2 separate regions of the Sus scrofa genome follow, and region 2 is linked to region 1. The links are chromatin contacts, called in public HiChIP or PLAC-seq maps. All regions are on one chromosome and are shown on one strand. Each heading gives the region's core, a stretch centred on a gene start, on an enhancer-like site or on the middle of the called end of the contact. The rest is flanking DNA. Distances are from core to core; before and after follow the strand shown.

Region 1 (5,375 bases), core at 1,038-3,537:
AGAATTTCCACATGCTACAGGTGCGACCAAAAGAAAAAAGGAAAACCCTCAAAGTTAACTAAACTCAAATGAATTTCATTCCACAAATACAAAACACCCTCAAGTTCCTAAATATCAATCATACAAAAACCTTTAAGCAGATTGCAAAATACTCGTGTTTTATTTGCTAAAGGAAATATAAAAAAAAATTATATTCATAAACAACCTTTAGCATTCATCAATTACCATGTACCAGGTACAGTACTAAACTACAATTAAAGCTTGGAGCCGGTTGCCCAAGGTTACTCAGCTACTAATTCAAGCCTGACCACTTAAATCATTAGGCTACTGTCAAACCTAGAAGAAAAACTGATGGGTTGAAGACGATAGAACATAATCCCTGAAAATAAGATTTCTCAATTTTAGAAATGATTTCTTCAATCAAAAATCAGTTTTCTCAAAATTGTCAACAGCAGGATTGCAGTGTTTCCATTCTTCAAAGAGCTCTACATCCAAGCCACCCCCACCTAATCCTTGAAGGTACAGGAAAACGATCTAAGTTCTAATAAGTACACATACAGCCAGCATTTATAGGGCCTCTCTTACGTCAGGAATGGTGGTGGGAACCTAAAACATCTTAATCTTCACAAAACCAACTGGAGACATTACCTGACTTTGCAAACTAAGAAAATTAAGACTCAGCCCAAGATCACACTGCTAATTTGTGACTAACCTGGGCCTGGAAACTCAGTGTCTGAATCCACAACAGCATTATTTCCATTAGTCTACCTAGCCATACCTCTATGCCGCTTTCTTCCTGAGACACAAAGGGAGCTAAAATCAGATACATTGTAAATGGTGTAAGATCAGTACTTTCCAGTACGGTAGTCACTAGCCACGTGACACTCTATAATTCGTGAAATGACTTACTATAGCTTAATTGCTATCACTTAAATAGGATAATCACATCTTTACACTTTCTGGGCTTCAATAACTTAATCATAATTTCAGAAAATATTTTGAATGAGCAACCTAGTTAAAAATGTATTTCTTGGGAGTTGCCATTGTGGCGCAGCAGAAACGAATCCGACTAATATTCATGAGGATGGGGTTCGATTCCTGGCCTCGCTCAGTGGGTTAAGGACCCGGAGTTGCCCTTAGCTGCGGTGTAGGTCGCAGACGCGGCTCGGATCCCACGTTGCCGAGGCGTAGGATGGCAGCCGTAGCTCCAATTCAACGCTTAGCCTGGGAGCTTCCATATGCTACCAGTACGGCGCTAAAAGGCAACAACAAAAACGAACAAAGTATTTCTTATTGCAACAAATGTGCTCTTCTATTGTTGCAAACGAGTATACCCCAGAAGTTAAAGACCATAAAGGTTTTGGTGACAAGGTTTCCATCCAGCAAACCTCTTAAAACATGTCGCAGGTATGAAATAGGACTGAGCCACGTGAGAAGCGCAGGCCTTTGGACTCCCCTGCAATTTCTGTAGCATTCACTCATATCTTGGAAGCCTTTAGAGCGAAGCTACCAAGAGGGTTTAAGAATGCAATCTTATCGTTGAGAACAATACTGTTCTGGCTATGCGGATTTCGTCTCAAGCCACGAATTCGCAAAATGCAAAAAAATACTTTCGAGGGAGAAATAAAGGTTTATAAAAATAAATGGCAAAACGAGCCCCAACCTCCACGCTATATTATACAATCGCGTTTGCACTTACACAGAGAAAGTGGGGAAAACGAAATGGGAAAAATCGTCCCTCCAAAATGGAGGGAATCGTACAGCGAGGAGCCGGGGGCAGCCCTGGGAGGACGCAGACAGCGCCATCACCTTCTGGCTCGTTTGCCCGCGGTCCTAGGCCGGGCCGCACCACGCGGCTGCCCAGCACGCGGCGACCCGACGCGCCCAGGCGGCCCGGCGAGGGTGCAGGAGGGTTGGGCCACGCCAGGGTCCAAGGGAGGCGGAGGGAGGCCGCAGGCCCCGGGGACAGGGCAGCCACTCACGTTCTCGCAGCCTGTTCTTGAAGTTGGGGTCACTTCGTCTCTTGCGGTCGAAGTAAATGCAGTACCCGATGAAAAGGGCCCCGCACACGCCGGCGGCAATGGCGCTGTTCCGGCCCACCATCTTCTCCCCACGGAGCAGCGGCGGCTGCGGCGGGAGAACTGCGAAGTACCCGTTGGCCGCAAAACCTTAGAGCAGACTCCGCTGACCGGGCCTGACGCCCGCCGCAAGGGACGCGGAAAGGCGGGGCTTATGTCACTTCCGGCCCCTGTCGCCGAGACCCTCGGGTCTGTCCAAGGCAGTGCCTGAGCCGAGGCGCCCGCGCCGCCTCTGCGCTTGCGCAGAGGTTTGAGCACAATGGCCGAAACAGCTACCACCGCTGTTCGCGTAGGTGTTGGGATTTTGCTGGAGACCATGCTTTTCCTTAACAGCCGCCTGAGCATGATGTAAGGGTGTTGGCACGTGGCCGTCGTGCGCACACTACAGAGACTTTTTATAGGCTATCACATTCTTTCTTGAATTTAACTGAATTTGCTTTTCAAGTTCAGTCACAATCCGTTGTGCGCCAAGCACCGTAAGTGATTCGATTTAACAAGAATGTTACAGTCTCAAGAGTGAAAGAAAACTAAACGGAGCAATTCCTGGAAAAAATGTTACGGGGAAAAAGAGTTTGAAGGAAAAAGAAAACGTATAGTTGTCATAGCCACTGAAAACACTGTGTATCTGTGTTTTAAGTTTCAAAAGACACCCTTGGAGTGGTAGGAATGTTTGTTACTCATAGTGGGTCCTGACCATTTATGCTGAGGAGATGGTTCGTAATGGGAGCTGGCCAGATCAGACAGATCAACTATTTGGCTAGAGGACTTTGATCCAAGTGATATCAGCCCTACCTAAGGGGAGAAGAGGGGAAGGAAGCTGGAGATTGGGTTCAACTTCATGCACGTGAGCTTCCCAGTTTGGCAATGCTCTGTGCAAGTTACGCATCAGTGTGCCATATGCCAGGAGGTGAGGTGTTCTGTCTCGATGGGGAGGGAATAGAAGCTTTGCACGTGGGATCCTCCCAGACCTTTTCCCATGTCTCATCTTCCCATTTGTCCGGTTTGATTCGTATACTTTTGCTGTCATTAAAGTGTAATGATAAGAATAGAATGTTTTTGTTGTTTTTTTGGCCGCTCCGCGGCATATACTGTTCCCAGTCCAGGAATCAGATCCCAGCTGTAGTTGTAGTTGTAGCTGTAGCTGCAGCAATATGGGACCCTTAACCCACTGTGCCAGGCGGTGGCTCCAACCTGTGTCTCAGTACTCCCAAGATGCCACTGATCCTGTTGAGCCACATTGGAAGCTCCAAGAATAGTATGTTCTTGAGTTCTGTGACTCCTTACAGTGAATTATTGAAACTGAGGGGCTGGTAGAAACCTCCAAATTAGTAGCAACTGGTCAGAAGAGTGACCTGAAGACAACACCCTCCTCCCTCCCCAAGTTAGTGTTGGCGTATGAGCATAGTCTTGTAGGGGACTGTCCCCTTAACCTAATAAGTTTGGCTCGACTCAGGTGGCTGGTATCAGAAGTTATTGCAAGGGTACTTATGGAAACATTTAGCTTCAGGTCCTAACCTAGTCCAAGAGCCTGGGAAAGCCCTTCTGCCTGAGTGGTATGGAACCTGAGATCCCATGGAAACAGAAAATTAGATCAAAGATTCATGAGCATTGCTTGGACTGGGATGAGATGTGAAGGTGCATATGCGTCGTGAGAAAATGATTGAGAAGGTTTCAAACAACAGCACAAAAAGCTTTTCCTTATGTCCTGCACACACATGTTGATTCTTCCTACCCTAAAAAGTGAAGCTCAGGAAGGTATGTCCTGAGCCTCTGCTGTGTTGGAACAGAAGACCTGCAAGGTCACACAGATGCCATGAGGCTTAGAACTCAACTCCTAGAAATTTGAGTAGACCATGAAGCTATTAGATTATTTGTCTGAATAAACAACATGCTACTTATCTCTATTCCTGTGTTGTGCAGAAGAAATGCCACGTAAATGCTGAGGTCACTGTGATGAGACACAACAGACCAGAAAACATGTTTCTACAAGGCACAGTTAGAGCAACACCTGTACCTTTGAATCTCAGCCATTCTGCATTTTTTAATAATTTTTTTTTACACTTGTGAAATACCTATAGATTCCTGAAAGAAAAACAGCTCGGAAATCCCTGAGGCATGTTGTTTGTGAGTGGAATTTGTGGGCTGAGGAATGAAATTAGTGGTTCATCACCAGAGTTTTAAAATAGAATAAAAAGTATCAGCCAGCAACACGTGTAGTAAGGACCAGTACTGACGTGGGAAACTTGTGTGTCAGTTAAATACACCCATGTCTGCACTGGTCCCAGTGTAAAATTAAAACTGTTGCAGATTATCATCAAAAAAGTGTGAAACTACTTATCTAGTCCAAGGCCCTTATTTAACCAAGCAAGATATTTAGATAAAGAGACAGAGAGTCTTGTCCAAAATCATGCATGCACAGCCACACAGCTGGGTCAACAATCAGATATCCTAACACCCCAGTCCAGGGCTCTTTACGTGAAAACCTAAACACCAAAACCCTATGTTAAGGACTTTAAAATTACATAAATTTTATGTGTTATAAAGCATACACAATAAAATATAATATGCACTATAAATATACGGTAAAATTATAGTCCATGTTTATAGAGGTAATCTATAGTAAGGCATCCTTATGTAAATTTAACTGGAAATACATGCAAAAATATTCAAGAACTATCAAGTGTTAAATATTTACTGAATCCTATAATGAAAAACAAGGTTCTAAGCACCTTAGAGGATACTAAGCATAAAATATCCAGTCCTTGGATAAAGGACAATGCAGTACTTTCTGCAGAGCAACATTTAAAAAACCCATTAGGTTTTCCTTGTGCTATGCCCAAAAGACAGGATTTTCAAAATAATCAGTAGTAACCCACTGTCCCCCAATTTCCCTACTCACTTAGGTAATATGATGCATGTATCACAGATTCTGGGTGCCTCAGATCAACTCCCCTGGTTTATGCTCACCCCTCCCTCCTGGATACAGACCAAGCTTGGCAAGATTTGTGGGAAGGATTCCAGCCATAATACAAGGTTAAGTCCCAAGAGAATGTAATGGTATTTTTCCCCCTTGTGGAACTTTATATTTTATGACTGAATTATATTTTATCAGAAAAATGTTCTTTATTTTTTTATTTTTCATTTGTTTTTGTCTTTTCTAGGGCTGCACCTGCAGCATATGGAGGTACCCAGGCTAGGGGTCTAACTGGAGCTGTAGCCACTGGCCTATGCCACAGCCACGGCAATGTGGGACCTGAGCCACGTCTGCGACCTACACCACAGCTCACAGCATCACCG
Region 2 (5,479 bases), core at 2,531-5,030, 430 kb before region 1:
CAAAAGGCTTCTAAAAATAGTTTGAGAGGTGGGGCCTATTATGTAAAACCCTTTCTTTAATTTTCACTAGTTTATCATTTTTGTCCAGAAGAACAGTATTATTCACTTGGTATTTCAAACACATATAAGAAGGAAATTACAGGTTTCCTCCACCCCCATTTGGGCTGTCACTGCTGTGCCCAAGGCAGTGCTGGCAGCACCACGCGCTGTTACTGACATGGTACCATACTGTATTTAGCATTCACTAGAAAACAGGGTGGAGGTTAGAGTATCAACGGCAATAACACTAAATGATTTAAAAAAAAAACAAAAAAAAAAACAAAACACAAAACAGAAATGAAACCAATCCCACAATCTCCAAGTTCACCTGGACTGTAACTTCTCTTCAGACTCTTTTCAAAGGAAACAGTAACAGCAACAACAGACAGAGCTCCAGGGTGTTTCAAAAGATCAAGTGGCGCTGCAGAGCCAGGCTCTGTTCAAAGATGGCAGTGCCATCTTGTACACACCACCAGTCATTATCACTGCCTTGAGTCACTGGATTGTGTATTATGTAACCAACTAGCATGCAGCATTGTAATCTTACAACTGATCACGTGGGCAGTGAACAGTGGTCAACTTTGCCTTAAAAAAAAAAGTCCCCCCAAAACCACACAGTCCTGAAAATCTCTCAGCAGCAACTCTCAGGCAGTCCTCAACAGCCCAACAACTGAACTTTAAGAACAAAATCGAGAAAGATTCGAAATCCATGTCCTATTACTCTTAGGAGAATGTTTGAGGGGAAACATGGTGACATTTCCCAGTGGCATGTCCACTTCACAACAGTACCCCTTCCGCTCATTTCCTTTCCTTCTCCACCAATTGGCCTCCAGCCTGAGAAAGGGGCCAGCAATAAGGAATAACAGACGGTAAGGCAATCTTACAATGTCAGAAAATGTATTTGGCTTTTTTTTTTCTTTTTAAAATAAGTGCATACAAATACAGCTAGAAGCAGTTCTGATTTGCCAAGTGCCCTAAAAAAGCAGCGCAAGTCACAGCCTACATTGAAAGGTAACCAGGATAAAGCACAAAGATATGCTAATAACGTTAACAAAAGAAGAAAATGCCTTTATAAGTACATACCTTTTGTCGTCAAAAAAAAAATAGAAACACAATGTATTCAAAAAAAATCAAAATTATACAGCCATGTTTATGAAGTCTACATTTCCCTTGTCTTGGATATATATATATATATGTGTGTATATATATATATATATTTATATATATGGAGATATATACAATTCAAGCAGTTTTAGTTAAGGGTAATCATTGGGTTTTTCTCAAACCGGAAAGTCAAGAGTCTCTCTCTTTTTTCACTTTCACATCTCCAGCAAGGATGGTTGCAATTTCCCCTTGCATGAAGGCCCAGGGGACATTGGAGCCCACAAGAGGGCATTTTTCCCCACTGGGACAATAGACCTCTCCACTAGCTCCCTGCTGTTTGATGCTTTGTCTGGAGCAAGGGAAGCAGAACTTGTGCGAAGGAACGGACGGGCACTGCACAAAGTGGGTGTCCTCCAGCCGCTCGTGGCAGAGGGTGCAGCACAGCGGGGCACTGGCTGCCAGAGAGGAGTCCGGGAGGCTGGCGGGGTGCACTGGCTCCAGTCCTCCTGTGCTGCCTGCCCCCTGGCCCCCTACCTCTCTGGGGCCCAGCCTTCTTTGGTTCATAGAGGACGGAGACGGTGGACTGCTGCTGTTCCTCCTCGTGGTGGAGTGCACCTGATTGGCATCTTTAGAGGCATGACTGCCTCCAGCATTGTCTGCAACTAAGATCAGGGCTGCCATGGGGGACTGGCCGTTCTGGGCCGCTTCAGGCGGTGTGGTCCGGTTGGAATGAGGTGAGGCAGTGGGTGGTGGTGGAGACACAAAAGAGGATGTAGGCGTAATGGGGATCTTGAGCCCTTCAGTGGATGTGGACAGCCAGGGCTGTGCCTCTCCATTGATCTTAGGGGGCCCGACTTCACCTTCTGGTTCTGGTGAAGGCTTCCTTTTCCTTGCAGTTCTTGCAACTGGAAAAAGAGAAATAAAAGGGAAAAGAGAAAATAAATAAAGGTGCACCGGAAAGGCCTTTTACTAACATGAAACAAAATTCGCTAAAGCATTTTTATTCTCTGAAAGCTGGTAGATAAAAACTCACGTGAGCTTTCAAGAGCACGTGTAACTTAAAACACTTAACTTACAGGGCTGAGGCAGTATGCCACTCAAAAACACAAAAGCCACAGAAAACGATTCCTACACAACGGCCTATTCTGACACACGCAAGCATGTAGCCCGGCTAAACCGGGCATACGACTGCTAACGTCCCCCAGCAGGTTAAAAGGTGACTGGTGCTCTCCTGCTCTCCTCCAAGAATGTGCTGGGAAAGGAAAACCCGGTGTCAGTGCCTATCAGCCCGGTCTGACTCATCTCTGTTGTGCTACTTCAGCACAGGAACACGTTGCCACTAAGCACTGGTTCCGCCTCGGGCAAATCAGGAAGTTGGGTGTTTGTTGTTTCTGGGCCGGCCGGGGGAGAAATGGTGAATGGGAAGGGCACCCCCTCCTCTGCTCTCCGTCCCCTCTTCGCCCCGAGATCACCTCACTCCACAGCCGCCCCTACCTGCTTTAGACCCGTTGGCCCCGTTGGCCTCGAAACCCAACAACCTGCCTGCAGTCAGGGCCGGCTCCTTCTTAAACTTGCTCTCGAAGGGCCCCGAGTGGCCGTGCTGGTGCAGCGCCAGCAGCGTGTCTCGAACCGTCTTGGGCCTGTTGACCCAGTCCTGATCGCCGGGCCCGCGGCCCTTGCCCGCGCCCTCCGTGCCCAGCTCGGCCGCCCCGGCCGCGGTGGTCAAGCTGTCTGCCGGGCCGCGGTGCGAGGTCGGCGGCGGCTGCTTCTCCTTGGCTGCCGCCTCGCGCTGCTCGTGCTCCGCCGACGCGCTGCTCGTCACGGACGCCGGCCGCTTGTGGGCGCCCAGTTCGGCCGGCTGCGCCGAGCCCAGCCCGGCAGCCGCGGCCCCGGACACGGCGGCCAGTGAGGCGGCGGCGCGACCGCCCAGGCCAAGAGCGGCGGGCAGCGGCGTGGTCGAGCCGTTCATGAGCGGCACCAGGGTGGGAGGCACGGCGTGGCCGCGCCGCGGGTTAGGGCTCTGGCGGTTCAGCTCCGGCGGCTCCTCCAGCTTGGAGAAGCCGTTGGGCACCAGGATGCCGTTCACGGGCGGCGGCTGCGGCGTTGGCGGCTGGGCCAGACCGGCCGCCGGGCGGCTACCGCTGAAATCGGAGCCGAGGCGCGGGGGCCGCTCGGCTGCGGCGGCTGCCAGAGGGTAGCGCTCCAGGGCCTGCGGGGCGCGCGCGGTGGCCTCGGGGCCGCCGTGGCCGAGCTGCTGCTGCTGCTGCAGGAGAAGGTCCTTGGCGGAGAGCGGCGGCGGCTTAGCGGCGGCCGGAGCCGCGGCGCCGGGCGGGGAGCGGCCCTCCGGGAAGCAGCCGTGCGCCCGCTTGAGCTGCCGCGCCGTCTCGATGACGAACTCGACGCGGTCGGCGCCCTCGTAGTTGACGCAGCCGCGGCACACGGGCTCCGTGAAGTCCCAGATCATGGCCCAGGGCATGCGGGGCAGGTCACACAGGTAGCACGACTGCCGCCGGGACGCGGCCGCCACCGCCACCGCCGCGGCCATGTCCGAGGAGCCCGCGGCGCCGGAGGAGGAGGAGGGGGCGCCGCCGCTCCCCGCCGGCACCACGCGCGCCCTCCTCCCCCCCCAACCCCGCGTCTCCCCCACCAGCGGCGGCGGCGGCCGCAAAGGCGGCGGCGGCGGCAAAGCCCGCGAAGGATCGGCGCCCGCGCAGCGCCCCCGGTGCACGAGGGGCGGCGGGCGCGGGGCGAGGGGTTGCAGCCGCGGCAGCACGTCCCCCCGGCCGGCGCGGGCGCGGGTGGGCGGCGGGGCGGCGCGGCGCGGCGGGCGCGGCGGCGGCGGCGGCGGCGGGGGCTCGGCCGGGGCCGCGGCGGGCCTCCAGACCGGGGCGAAGACGGGCCGCGCGGGCGCGGGGGAGCGCAGCAGGTCGCGGCGGCGGCCGGCGCGGAGTGCGGGGCGGGGGGCGGGGAGGCCGGGGGGGCGGGGGGCGGGGGGCGGCCGCCGGGGCAGGCTCAGCCCGAGCGGCGGGGCATGCCGCGCCGGGGCGGCGGCGGCGGCGGCCGTGCGGCGTGGAGCTCGGGCGCGGCACGGGCCCGGGTCGCTCCGCTGCTCTCTCACAGCTCCTGGCGTCGCCGCTCTCCAGCGCCCGCCTCAGCGCCCAGCCCGCCTCAGCTCCGCCGCCGCCGTCGCTGCTGCTGCTGCCGCCGCGGCCGCTCCACTTCTACAGACTTGATTCTTCGACAGCCTCGCAAGGCGCCTGCGCGGGCCCCCTCCCCTCGCGCGCGCGCGCCCGCCCTCCCCCGCTCCCTCCCCCTCCCCCCGCCAGAGAACGAGCGCTGCCGGGAGAGCCGGCTCCGCGGCGCCCGCCCGCGGGTCAGCACCACCCGCCTGCGCCGCGGCTCGTGTCCCCGACGTGAAGCCGTCGCTGGTGTGGCTTGCTTTCCTCCACCCGCTCGGCTCCCTCGACTGCTCAGGCAGTTCCTTCTCGTCTAGGGCTGTTTGAGCCAAACCGTGCTAGAACTCATGTTTTGAAAAGCCAGGCCACTCTGTAACCTGGTTCTGTTAGTAGCATCTTGAGGATGGGGATTTTCAGTCAAGTGCTGTTCACAGTTTTGTAAGGAGCTTTATTTGAACTCCTCGGTGAGTGCTTTTACACCCGCATGTCTTGGGAAGGACACACGCGCCGCCGGTCCCCTAAACTTTTACAACAGGAGGGTGCGCGCCCAAGCCTAGGGCCGCGTCCACCCGCCCTTCTACGGAGCCCTTCCGGGAGCGAGCGGGTACGCTGCCCGAGGAGGTTCCGATCCCCCTCTTCCCCAGTCCGCAGCCCGCCGGGCCACGCGGGGATCCCGGTCGCCTGCTGCAGGCCCGCGCGGCGGGCGCGTGACGTGGGCGCGGGGCCGCGTGCGCCGCCACCGAGTGCGCACGCTCCGCGCGGACGTGACTCGGCGCCGCTGGCACTGGCGGCCCCATTGAACGAATGCACATTCCAGGGATCCGGGGTCAGCGGCCAACGCGGCCGCGTCACCGCGCAGGCTCCGCCCCCGCCGCGACTCTGCTCCAGACCCCGCCTCTCGGAGCCAAACTTGGACTCCAGGTGGCGCGCGGCGCGGGCACGAGCGGCAGCGGGGCTTGGCCCGCGCCCGCCGTGGGGGCGAGCGACCGGCTACCCCGCTGGCTGCTCTGGCGTCCCCGGCGCCGCGGTGGGGCAGTGGCAGCCTTGCGCCCCTGGCAAGGCCCGGGTTGGGCTTAACCCCGGTGGGTGCGAACCCGCCTGGCGCGAAGGCGAGATGTGGCCGCAGAGCCTGGCCGCGCTCTGCCACTGTAGGCCGCCAC

The links. HiChIP or PLAC-seq counts read pairs in DNA pulled down with a chosen protein or histone mark.
Region 2: a contact with region 1 is called in an H3K27ac HiChIP or PLAC-seq map of alveolar macrophages. The contact joins the promoter of IRF2BP2 here to the promoter of TOMM20 in region 1. A contact is called at or near these places in 2 of 5 promoter capture datasets (fetal liver and liver), 2 of 47 Hi-C or Micro-C datasets (embryonic fibroblasts and epiblast stem cells) and 2 of 2 datasets of contacts at active chromatin or transcription factors (alveolar macrophages and skeletal muscle).

The regions. Positions count from the first base shown.
Region 1 is chr14:56,109,999-56,115,373 of Sscrofa11.1, reverse strand. It overlaps TOMM20 (mitochondrial import receptor subunit TOM20 homolog), which reads right to left and starts at 2,287. Exons shown (of 5, transcript XM_001926935.6): 1 at 1,983-2,287. The coding sequence starts at 2,103.
Region 2 is chr14:56,544,093-56,549,571 of Sscrofa11.1, reverse strand. It overlaps IRF2BP2 (interferon regulatory factor 2-binding protein 2), which reads right to left and starts at 3,780. Exons shown (of 2, transcript XM_021074288.1): 1 at 2,686-3,780; 2 at 1-2,048. The coding sequence starts at 3,688. The coding sequence ends at 1,333. LOC110256820 reads left to right here and starts at 3,687. Exons shown (of 2, transcript XM_021073692.1): 1 at 3,687-4,092; 2 at 4,154-4,560. The coding sequence starts at 3,687. The coding sequence ends at 4,560.